2 separate regions of the Mus musculus genome follow, and region 1 is linked to region 2. Evidence: chromatin contacts called from public HiChIP or PLAC-seq data. All regions are on one chromosome and are shown on one strand. Each heading gives the region's core, a stretch centred on a gene start, on an enhancer-like site or on the middle of the called end of the contact. The rest is flanking DNA. Distances are from core to core; before and after follow the strand shown. Region 1 overlaps Prkca (protein kinase C, alpha). Region 2 overlaps Prkca (protein kinase C, alpha).

The links. HiChIP or PLAC-seq counts read pairs in DNA pulled down with a chosen protein or histone mark.
Region 1: a BATF HiChIP or PLAC-seq map of CD8 T cells shows a contact between it and region 2, with 6 read pairs. The contact joins two enhancer-like sites. A contact is called at or near these places in 2 of 15 datasets of contacts at CTCF or cohesin (the NIH/3T3 cell line and large pre-B cells), 4 of 484 Hi-C or Micro-C datasets (adipose-derived mesenchymal stem cells, centrocytes, liver and 1 more) and 6 of 115 datasets of contacts at active chromatin or transcription factors (CD8 T cells, the NIH/3T3 cell line, the SCID.adh cell line and 3 more).

Annotation. Positions count from the first base shown.
Region 1 is chr11:108,308,075-108,313,351 of GRCm38.p6, forward strand. The region is part of intron 2 of Prkca (protein kinase C, alpha); the gene reads right to left. Among named protein-coding and RNA genes, the nearest start is that of Prkca, 33 kb to the right of the region's middle. Within about 2 kb of position 4,022, at least 22 of the 459 cell types and tissues checked have an H3K27ac peak or open chromatin away from gene starts, as enhancers often do. A contact at or near this core is called in CD8 T cells and the SCID.adh cell line, where this site is marked.
Region 2 is chr11:108,219,494-108,224,823 of GRCm38.p6, forward strand. All of the region lies in intron 2 of Prkca (protein kinase C, alpha), which reads right to left. Among named protein-coding and RNA genes, the nearest start is that of Gm11655, 49 kb to the left of the region's middle. Within about 2 kb of position 3,443, at least 167 of the 459 cell types and tissues checked have an H3K27ac peak or open chromatin away from gene starts, as enhancers often do. A contact at or near this core is called in CD8 T cells and the SCID.adh cell line, where this site is marked.

The DNA.
Region 1 (5,277 bases), core at 2,772-5,271, 89 kb after region 2:
CTGATCAGCCAGTGGAGACCATGTGATGAGCTTCAGGTTCAGTAAGAGACCCTGTTTCAAAAACTCTAGGTGGAGAGCAACAGAGAAAGACACCGGGCATTGACCTCTGACCTCCACAGGCACACACGCATGCACATATGTGCGTGCAACAGACACAAACACTAAAAAGGGATAGGGAAAAACATCTTCGCTATTCCCAATAATGAAAATTATCTTTCAGCATCGTCCCATGTTTATATTGTTAAAGATTAAAATACTTACAAGGAGTGACAACACAGAGCAGAAAGACGAGCGCAAAAATAAATAAATAAATAAATAAATAGACAGAAAGTCACCTCTAATGACAGCAAACAGAAGGATAGCAATCAATATAGGGTAAAAGCTACTTTCGACATCTTCCTACAGTGTGCAGAGGTGGCCAAATAGGTAAACAGGGATACTTTTATGAAAACAGTATCTCCCATGGTTTCATTTGTTAACATATCTAGTTTATTTACTATATTAACATATCTGATATATTAATGTATTAGACATGAATATTCTTGACTCTGGTGAACCAAAACTAACAAACTTTTTAAGATTGAGAGTATTCAACAAACATGACGAACTGGGGGGGGGGGTGTAAAAAGCCCATTAGGTCTTAGCCTTACCCAAAGAGCCACGGAGAGCTGAATAGAGCTGGGAACGGGAGAGTGGCCCTCCCTAACCAAGAGCACACCACTGATTGCTCGTAGCCAAACAGCCCTGAAAGTATGCATACAAGTAACATTATATGCACTCACCAGCTTATAGTTAGAGCTATAGATATCTATACAAACACATGCATGCAATAATATTTAATGTAAAGAGAGGCCATGAATGTGAAGGGGGGTGAGGAGAGGTATATGGCAGTTTTGAGAGGGAGGGAAGGGAAGGGAGAAATGTAATTAAACTACAATCTCAAAACTAAACATCACCATCAACATAAAAAGATAGAGGGGTGTTGGGCCAGGTGTGTAGCTCAGTGGTAAAGGGTATCGTTTAACACCAAAGAAAGGATAAAGAAGAGGACAAGGGGAAGAAAGGAAGAAAGGAAGGAAGGAAGGAAGGAAGGAAGGAAGGAAGGAAGGAAGGCAAGCAGGCAAGCAGGCAGCTGGTTGGTTGGTTGGTTGGTTGATTGACTGATGGATGGATGGGTTGATTGACTGAGTGAGTCGTTTTGAACAACATTGTTTAGGGTGGACAATGGCATCCTAACATGTGTTCCCTTCCTGCTTCTACACTTTTCTACACGGACACTATTTCTACATCATCTCAGCTCCTAACATTCACACTCCGGCCCTCCTCTTAATGCCCAGTGCTTGGCACCTCCACACGTGGAAGCTGAAATGCCCACCGGGCCCCAACATCCTTGTCACCCAAATCCTTCCTTTGATCCAGCTTTAAATTGGATTCAACTTTTAATTGAGCTCAACTCTCTCTCTCAAAATTGGGAGCACGGCCAGTTTAGTCTCTGCCTCGCTCTTAGTGTTGGTGAACAGCAGATACTCCCAAGAACTCTGCTCAACGGCTGAGTTTATCACTGTGAAACGGTGTCAGAACAGCTTGCAACCCTTAGAGCCGTGTAGAGCACATCCGTGGCCCGTGTAAAATCACCCTGAACAAAAGCTCTAAGACAATCATTCTCTTGAAATCTTGATCGAGATTTTACAAGCGGCCTTCCTGTCTGATTATTTTCCCTTGGTAAACTGTAGAGCTCTGCAAGGTGGGTTTTTAAGGACAAATGTCTAGGTCAACAGGCAATAAAAATGGATGCAGACACATAAGAGAAAGGGAAACTCAACAGGGGATAACAGGTTCAAGTTCACCTTAAACAATAGTGGTTATCACCACGGGCTGGAACCTCCCAGGTGCGGTCAAGTTCCAAGTTAATTATTCATGGCTAATGACCATTTATAACTCTTCTCCCGAGTACAGCTCCTCGTATGTGACTACTGCTCATAAAGCGTACACTACAGGTGGCCTATACAGTGCTTTTTCCACTTTAGCAAACTTCCTACAAGGTGGGATATACAATACATGGTACACCTCTCCAGACCTGTGCATACATTTCAGAACATGACCCATTTAATTGTGTAGGTAAGAAGTGTGTCATAGCAAAAACAAGACATTAGATGTATTTTAATACGTAAGACTTTGTGCCTCAGATATTAAATGCAAGGGGGAAATGTCACCCACGAGTTGACATAATGAGACTGAATTTGAAGAACTCGGTGAACATTTACTGTCTCTGAAGCTTGCTGGATCCCAAAACTTCTACATTAAAGAGAAGAAAAGTATCGGTTTTCTAGACAAAGATCTGTCACCAGTCAAAGCTTAAGCTTTGCATGCCATCAATCTACACACACATGTGCATGCACACACACACACATGCGTGCACACGCACGTGCACATTAAAAAGGATTACTTTCAGATCTCTGGTATTCATCCTGTCTGCAGGCATAAAGAACATCAGGACCTCACTGGTCTGCACACTCTGATTATCACAAGATTCCTCTGAGTCTTCCCCGATTCCACAATTCCAGACGCTGTGTCACTTTCAATAAGAACTCATTACTATCAAGTTGCGTCCTAGCCCCACAGGACCCCTACCAACTCACCCCGCCTTCTTTCATCACTTAGTTCTTGTCTGAGATGCAGTGTCATATAGCTCAGGCTGGTCTTGAACTTCCTGTGTAGCTGAGGATGACCTTGAACTTCTAATCCTCCTGCCTTCACCTCTCAGGCACTAGTATTACAGGCCTGCACCATCATGCCTGGTTTATGTGGTACTGGGGATGGAACCTAGGACTTCATGTGTGCTAGCTAAGTGTTCTACCAATTGAACTACACCCCTACCTTCTTGATTACCAAATAATTTTATCAGGGTTATTGTTTCTAAGGCAAGAAGTTACTATAGCCATGTGAATGACTTCCAAATAGAGGATTTCTGAGGGTCCGTATTCAGATAGGATCATTCTAAATACCTGAACATTTTTGTTCTAATTTTTAGTCCAAAGGTTATTCTTTCTCACACACACACACAAAGCAAGCAGCCATGGTCATGTTTGCACAGCATTACTATCCTAAAAGACCTCCTCTGTCTGCATGGCAGAATCACTAAGTTCCTGCTGACCCTGGCTACTGTGAGGCCTTCCTGAGCATGCAAAGCCTAAGCCAAACTAGGGCTATGTTCTAAAAGCAAGCTGATTGTTCAGATACCACCCAGCTCAAGCCGATCCACCCACCCCAAGCCCAGTCCCTCAAGGCCTCATAAACTGTCTGCCATTACTGAGACTGTCGCCTACCAAAGATCCCCTGAACTAGGCAATGTCTAAAACACAGCACAAGACCCTGCCTGTCACATGACCACAGAATGAGCCACCATTCCTTTCAGCAGCACCAGGGATGCCAGTGCCTATCCACTTGAAACCAGTCTCCTTCCCCAACACTCTAAAGCAGATTCCCTCCCCAATGTATCTGGACCCATATTTCAACGAATGTCTAAGGAGTATGTCAAGAGAAGCTAAAACTTGAGTTAAGGCTTCAATAATGAATCTTTTATACGGATGGGGCTTCTCTGTATGGCTTAACTCTTTTTTAAATCTGTTCTGCCAAGAGCCTAAAGCAGTGCATAAACAAGATGAAGCCGTTTTGCACAGAACTAATCCACATTGTGTTTTAGTTCCCTCTGCAAAGTGCACGTCAGATGGTAGGGCTTACACACCCATAGCCCGTGCACTAAGACAATGCAATTAGACCTTTCATATCCACCTGGATTATATAATTTTGGAGACAACATTTCAAAATCTGACTAAGCTTGCAACTGCACAACTGGCAGACTTCAAGGTGGGCTCTTAATATCAGGTTATTTTGTTGCCATTTCCATGAAACATTGAAGCCCTTCGTGGTAGACTTCAGAAGCAAGCTGCCACTCTGCTCCACAACTGAAGACATCAGATAGGGCTTGGGGTCAATGGGTAAAAGGAAGCGGCTTCTATTTAAAGGTCTTTGAGGGTAAAGGGGTGGGGGGAGGGGATGATCAACAGATTCTGGAGTTTCAGTCTCTAGATGTACTTCAGAACAGCTGTTTTGCTTCTTTGTAAGTTCCCTTCAACTAGGAAGGACAGAGCAATATTAAGGGCTGAAGCTAAACCACAGCCCAGGAACATGTCTCCTTTATGGGTATGTCCAGAAAACAGCTGGAGATGTGTACAAAAAGTGTAGCACATGCTACAGTTAAGCTTGTTAACTTCAACTCGGTTCACTTTTAATAAATAAATAAATAAATAAATAATTCTTGCAGTAGGTGAGAGGTTTCTGATCCTGGGGAGGCTGAAGATGTTTGGTATTGTATAAAAGAAGTCTGCCTTTTGAGCTGCTCTTTCCAGACTGCCTCATTTTAAAGGAAAGATGGCTCAGGTTCCAGATCAAAGCAAGAGCAACTCCAGAGTGGAGCTGGAGGAGACACTGGAAACTGCAGAAACGGTTAGGAAAGAACTGGGTGGCTATCAGCACACAGCCCTGCTGCTTCATGATGCAGTAGGGGCTGCCAGCATCCAACGCCCATCCACTCTGCAACCAGTCCCTTTCCCCAACACACACCAACCCACACTTCAGTAACTGAGGACTAGCACAAGAGACGCTAGAACTCGAGTCAGAGCTTCAATGGTGAACATTTTATAAAGAAAAAAGAAACAGAAAATCAGAGAGCAGGCGATGACTGTGATTCCATCTGCCCTGAGCTCAGGAAGAACCCTTCCAAGTGAGATGATCCAACTTTCTGTTGAAACTTGTTATAATCCACAAAAATTGCTTACCATAAATAGTTGTCAGTGTCCCAGAGAAACAGCTGTATGAAACTTCTGCCAGGAAGAGCCAATTAAGATGACAAAGGCGCCTTATTTGTTAGTTACAATCCTGTGCCACAAATGTAACCTTTTCTCTCTCTTCCCACTACAGCCCCATTGGCTCACATCTGTCAAAGTACAGAGGGAACCACAGAATCCTGATTGCTATAGTTTTAAAGTTTAGTCTGAAAGGCTAGAGAGGCAGTTCAGACAATGGTGTGTTTGACTGCCGTGCGTAGCACCCCAGGTTCAATACCCAGCACTACATAAACATTGTATGTGGTGGTACACAGCTGTAATGCCAGAACCTGAAGGCAGGGTAAAGATCAGAATTCAACGTCACCTTGGTGACTTGCAGAATTGAAGACTAGCCTATGCCAGGGAACAGTGATCCACCTAACAATTTATT
Region 2 (5,330 bases), core at 2,193-4,692:
TGTTCTCACCCAGCAGGTAATTTTGAATCCCAGTGATGACTTGACTGAGAAATCATAGATGTCCCAGCATGGCTTGGTTGGAAGCCTGACACTGGTGTCAGGCTGCTTGCTCCAGGCCATCTTGACAAGTGAGAGAGGGCAGAGGAGCTTATGTATAAAATAGACCCACGAAGGTATTGAGCCTCATCCCATCATCCCAGAAAGACAACTGATGTCCACAGGAGTCCAACATACCCTGGCAGCTTCCCTGACTAGTTAATGGTCCTGGTCAGTAGTTACTGAGATTTCTAGAGCTGGGTGCTTAGCTAGCTTTGGTTGCAACTTAACATCAGCAGCAACCACAAGATGGTCTAGCCTTGCACACTAAGAAGCCCTATGTAAGACCAGAAGCTCTACTGTGAACATCTAAAATACCAAGCGCCACCATGACATTGAAGAAGTTCTGGATTCTGGAGAATCTCACATTACAGGTGCTCAAACCATAAAGTCTAGGCACATTTTTTAAACCCTAAAAGCTCCAAAATCTAAAGCACTTCTCTCAGGTGTGATCACTTCATGCTAGACACCTAGAACAGCTGTCAATCAAGGCATACCCGGGATGTCCTGGCTAGCATAAACCACCGGAATAACTCCATGCCAGCTCTCACCTCTCTACGCTGTGTCTCTCTTCTACCACAGGGAGCATTCATCCAATGCTGTGGTGTGACCATCAGCAAAGCAACAAGATAGGCTGGACATACATTGCAGCCCAGCAGCGCTCTGCTCAAGCCAGCTCCCTGCCTCTGACTCTGGAAGGAAAGCAAGCCAGCAAGGGGGTGGGGGTGGGGGGATTCTCTAGTTTCTGTCTTCTTTCGCTTTTCTTTCACTTACTTATTTCAAAGTCAGCCCCCAAACCATCTCAGACAGGGGCAGAGGGATCACACAGCTAGCTCACATACGACCGTGTAGATGGAGGATGACAGTGCTTGAGGCTCATCGCCATCCATGGAGGGAGCATGGGGATTTTTGAGCACTATCAACTCTGGACTTGAGGATCGATCGATCATGGCCTCCTATAGAACCTCCTTTAGAACATCAATTGAAAACTGCTTTTACAGCTCTTACACATAGGTTGGACATAGGCACACTTAGAGTGGGCAGTAATGTATGTCTTATGTTGATCAAAAAGTACAAAGAGAGGATGAAGAGGTACAAAGGAATGTTTAATAGTTTCCAAGGCTACCCACCAGTGGCTTAGACAGCAGGGCGTCGTTGCTCTCTAGTTCTGCAAAGCGAGATGCCTGAAATCCAAGTGCTGACTCAGCTGATCCCCTCTTGAAGCTCTGGAGAGGATCTTTTCCTTGTCTCCCTCTCAGTCTCTGGTGCTTCCTGGCATTCTTTGGTTCGTACATGCATCATACCAACCTCTACCTCTGCCATCTCCACTACATTCTGTGTATTGTCACGGCCACTGAGTTGAGAGCCAGTGTCCACCTAGAGAGACCTCACAGGAACCAACCATAATGTCTGAATAGAGATCGGCCACATTGTGAGGTGACACATGGACATGAACTTCGGAAGGACACTGTTGGAGTGCCACACAGAGAAACCAGGAGGGAAGCATGGGGAAGGCAAACAGATGAGGAGAGCCATGCCTCCAAAAGAGGTCTCTATGAACTCTGTGCTCTGCAGGCCTGACCCAGACACCAAGGCATGAACAGAGTGCAGCGTGCGCTTAGGTTTCTTCCAGCCCCGAGGTCTTGGATTCCAAGTGGAAGGAAATCTCCCACCCACACGTTAAGAACCCAGTTCATCCAAATGCCACAGCAGGCTGTTTGCTATAAGTCGGTGAGGATGAGTGAGCTTGGCACAGTGGATCAGCGCTTACACAATCAGAGATACTAGGATAATCTTTCTTGGTCTATAAACTCACAAATGCTTCTGCATTTAACCATCTTCCTGGCGGCTCCACTTGAAACGTTCTTGGGGGCCTCTCTTTTCTCAGAGCACCCACCCCCAGCCAGACACACAGAACCATCTTAGAACCTAGAAGTCCAGGCAAGGGATGGCGTCTGTGTGATTATGAGAGGCAGTTCCCACCCCCCAGGCACACTTGTGAAGGGTGGGGAGAGCCAACTAAAATTAATGAACTTTTCCTGCCAAAAAGAGCTCGGCTCCCAATTCGGTCATGTGTTGCCAAATAGACAGTGTGAATGAAGTCAGCCTGCGAAGAAAATAAGAACATTCCAGAGGAGCAGGAGTTGGAGACACGCTGTCCCTGACTTCAGCACACTGATCTAAAGATATCCCCCACCCCAGCAGAAGCAGCCCAGACCTGTAGCTGATTCACCCATAGAATGTTTCTCTCCACAGCGCACTCAATATTTTGTAGCCTCTTGTTAATTCCCACCTCCCTTCTGTAAGCCCCTTTGTTACCTGGTCTCATCCTCTGGCTCCTCTGAGCTCAGAGGAGGCCCCTCTCTTTCTCTGACCCCAGCCATGGTCAGTGATAACAGGACCCACAATACCTACCTAAGTCTTAACTCCTCCACCCTTTACATCACAGTCTGTTTTCCCCTATACCATAATAAAAGAATCTGATGTCAACAGCCCCGTGGCACTCCTGGGTCCTTACCACTCTCAATGTACTTGGCAGAAGACTGTCAGCCCTGAACAACTTTCCCCAGGAAGCTGGCATGCTGAAGGGAGAGCCACAGGGCCTTAGCACCTGCCAAGACAGCCATGTGCAAGTGCCTGCCCCAGGGAGGACAATAGCCTGGCTCAGCTAGCGCAAACTATAATTGAAGCTGAATGCAATTAATTGTATAATTCTGAGTCATTTCAGATTAATTCTGCTAAAATTCAAATCCTAAAAGTAGGGCACGAGAAAAGAATCAGTTTCACAAAGAAATCAGACATAAATAAAGTCTACACCAGCCCTGGGTTTTTGCCCAACACTGAGAGCTAAGCACAATAACATTGGAGTTATCAATCAAAAATAAATTTAACCCAAATACAATGATATCACAACCCACAGTTTTAGATGCTAAAAAGCCTAAGCAGCCTTGTTATTTGGTCTAAGAAAAAAAAATGTTATGATATTTGGATGCCTGTGTCTGTCTACTCCCGGAGACTTTCATGTCATTCAGTCTGAAGTGGATAATGAGGACCACAAGAACAATCAAACCAGCTGTAGAAGCTGCAGTCAGAAAGATGGGCGTGGCCTGTGGGAGACCAGATGGCCGCACTTAAACCCTGGTTTCCACTCTCTCCTTGGGACCTCCTCGAGTTCCAGTTCCTGCTTCACCACGGAGCCTCCTGACTTCATGGGAGCCTTCTCTGTGGTGTCAGGCATGGATATGCCATGGCCCATGGCCATCTAGCCAGTAGGAAGTGAGCGGAGGTAGACTTCTGCATCCGGACTCAGGCCTCTGGGGTGTGGAGGGCTGTCAGCTTCCGCCTCCCAAATACTTCTGAACTTACAAAGACAGCAAACGCAATCAGGGAAACAGTGAGGGGCTCTGTGCACACAACATGGGGACTGGGTGAGTTCCTGTGTCTTTGGAGAAACACCCAAGGTTCCAACGGGGTTCAGAAAGCTGGGGTGGAACTCAGTGGTAGAGTCATGCCCTGATGCGTGAGGTCCTGGTTCTGTGGCTGACCTGGGAGTGGGGTTAAGGAGAGTTCGCTCTAGAACCATCTGTGGGCTTTTGGAATCTAATTTTACATTGAAGTGTGCAAAGCTCTGTTCTTAAAAGCATCTGTGCCATGAAAACAAGCAGAGCCCGTCTGCATCTTGTGACCAAACACTCCAAGAAGTTCTTGGAAATTGAAAGGTCTCAGGAGGAACCGGAAACCTCAACACCCATCAGGGCAGTTCCTTATTCCTGTCGCACACAGCTGCGCTGCCTGCTCCTCGACACTTCTTGTCAGCAGATGGGTTCCTGTGAGAACAGATGATCCTCTCTGTAAGTGCCCACACAGAGGACTCTGGAAACACCTGTGTTGAACCAGGACTCAGGGTCCCATTCCAGTCAGCTCTGGGGCCTGGGCCACTGTCAGACACCAAGTGGCTTGTGAGGGACAGATGGGGGCTCTCCTGAGGTCACTTAGTGTCCAGCTATACGAAAGCTGTGAGGACACAGACATTTCTCCAGACAAAATGAAGCCACTGGCAGTATTTTCCAATAAGCCCAATCCTCTAGGCTCCGTGGCTAGGAGGGTCACCCACTGCCTGTACTGATTCAGTCGGTTTAGAAACGTCTCTGTGACACAGGGGGGTCATAAACAACTTCATATAAATGAGAGACGTGCTCAGCAGAATGAGAGGCCTGCTGGAGGCTGCGAGGGAGGAAGCACTAATCTGATTTACTCCCCGGCGATGTCCCGTTTCCAATCCAATTTTCTGGACACTGAGATGGAGACAGGATCGAAATGGTATTTGCCAGGAGCAAGAAGAGAGATATTTCTGTCCCCTGGCCTTTGTCTTTATTAGAGATCAGCCCGGAGTGAGCCAAACTCTATAGGAAGCCCAGGGTTCATAACATGACTTTGTGTCAGAGACTTTGATTCATGGTCTTGGCTGGCAGGCAGGGCTGTGGGCAGAAGACGGGGACCCAAGCTCTTTCCCTGCTGGGCCCTGACATAGTGGGGATCGGTTGCCTGGGCACTTACAGGAAGGGTTCTCTGATGATCGAAGTGCAACCAACTCATCCATAATAGCTGTCCAGCCCTGGACACTGTGAGAATATGAACATTTAAGTTTTTCCTCCGAGTAGGCTAATTAGGGGAAAAAAAAATCAAAGCTACTAGCATTCTGTGAACTAACACAGTTTCAATCATGTGTGGCTTACATGCTATCAAAACAAAAGTCAAGGGACTGGACAGATGGCTCTGCTGTTCAAAGCACTTGCTGCTCCTGCGGAGGACTGGAGTTCAGTTCCAAGGACATCAGCTTCTATCAGAGTCTGTCATTAGCATTTCTGCTCACAGTCGAGGGGGAAAACAGAGCGCCCAGTAGGCATGGCTGAAGCATTTAAATGTCACTGGACCAATGCGTAGACTTTGCTTCCCTCGAAAGACAGATCACACGCTAAGTTGCCAAGTTTAATCTGTTTTCATCCACATACCATTTAGTTAATGATCAGGAAAATCAGAGAAAGGACAGCGACAAACTTGGGATACATTTGCCTCCTGGATCATCAAGAACTTATCGCCCCTCTCCTTCCTCATTAGTAACACACGGGTTGGGGGGTGGGGGAAGCTACAGAAGAGGCCAGGGAGTGAGTTTCACTTTCACCCAACCCCCAAAGCCTCACTCAGCAGGGGAGACACAGGAGGCAGTTTGAGGG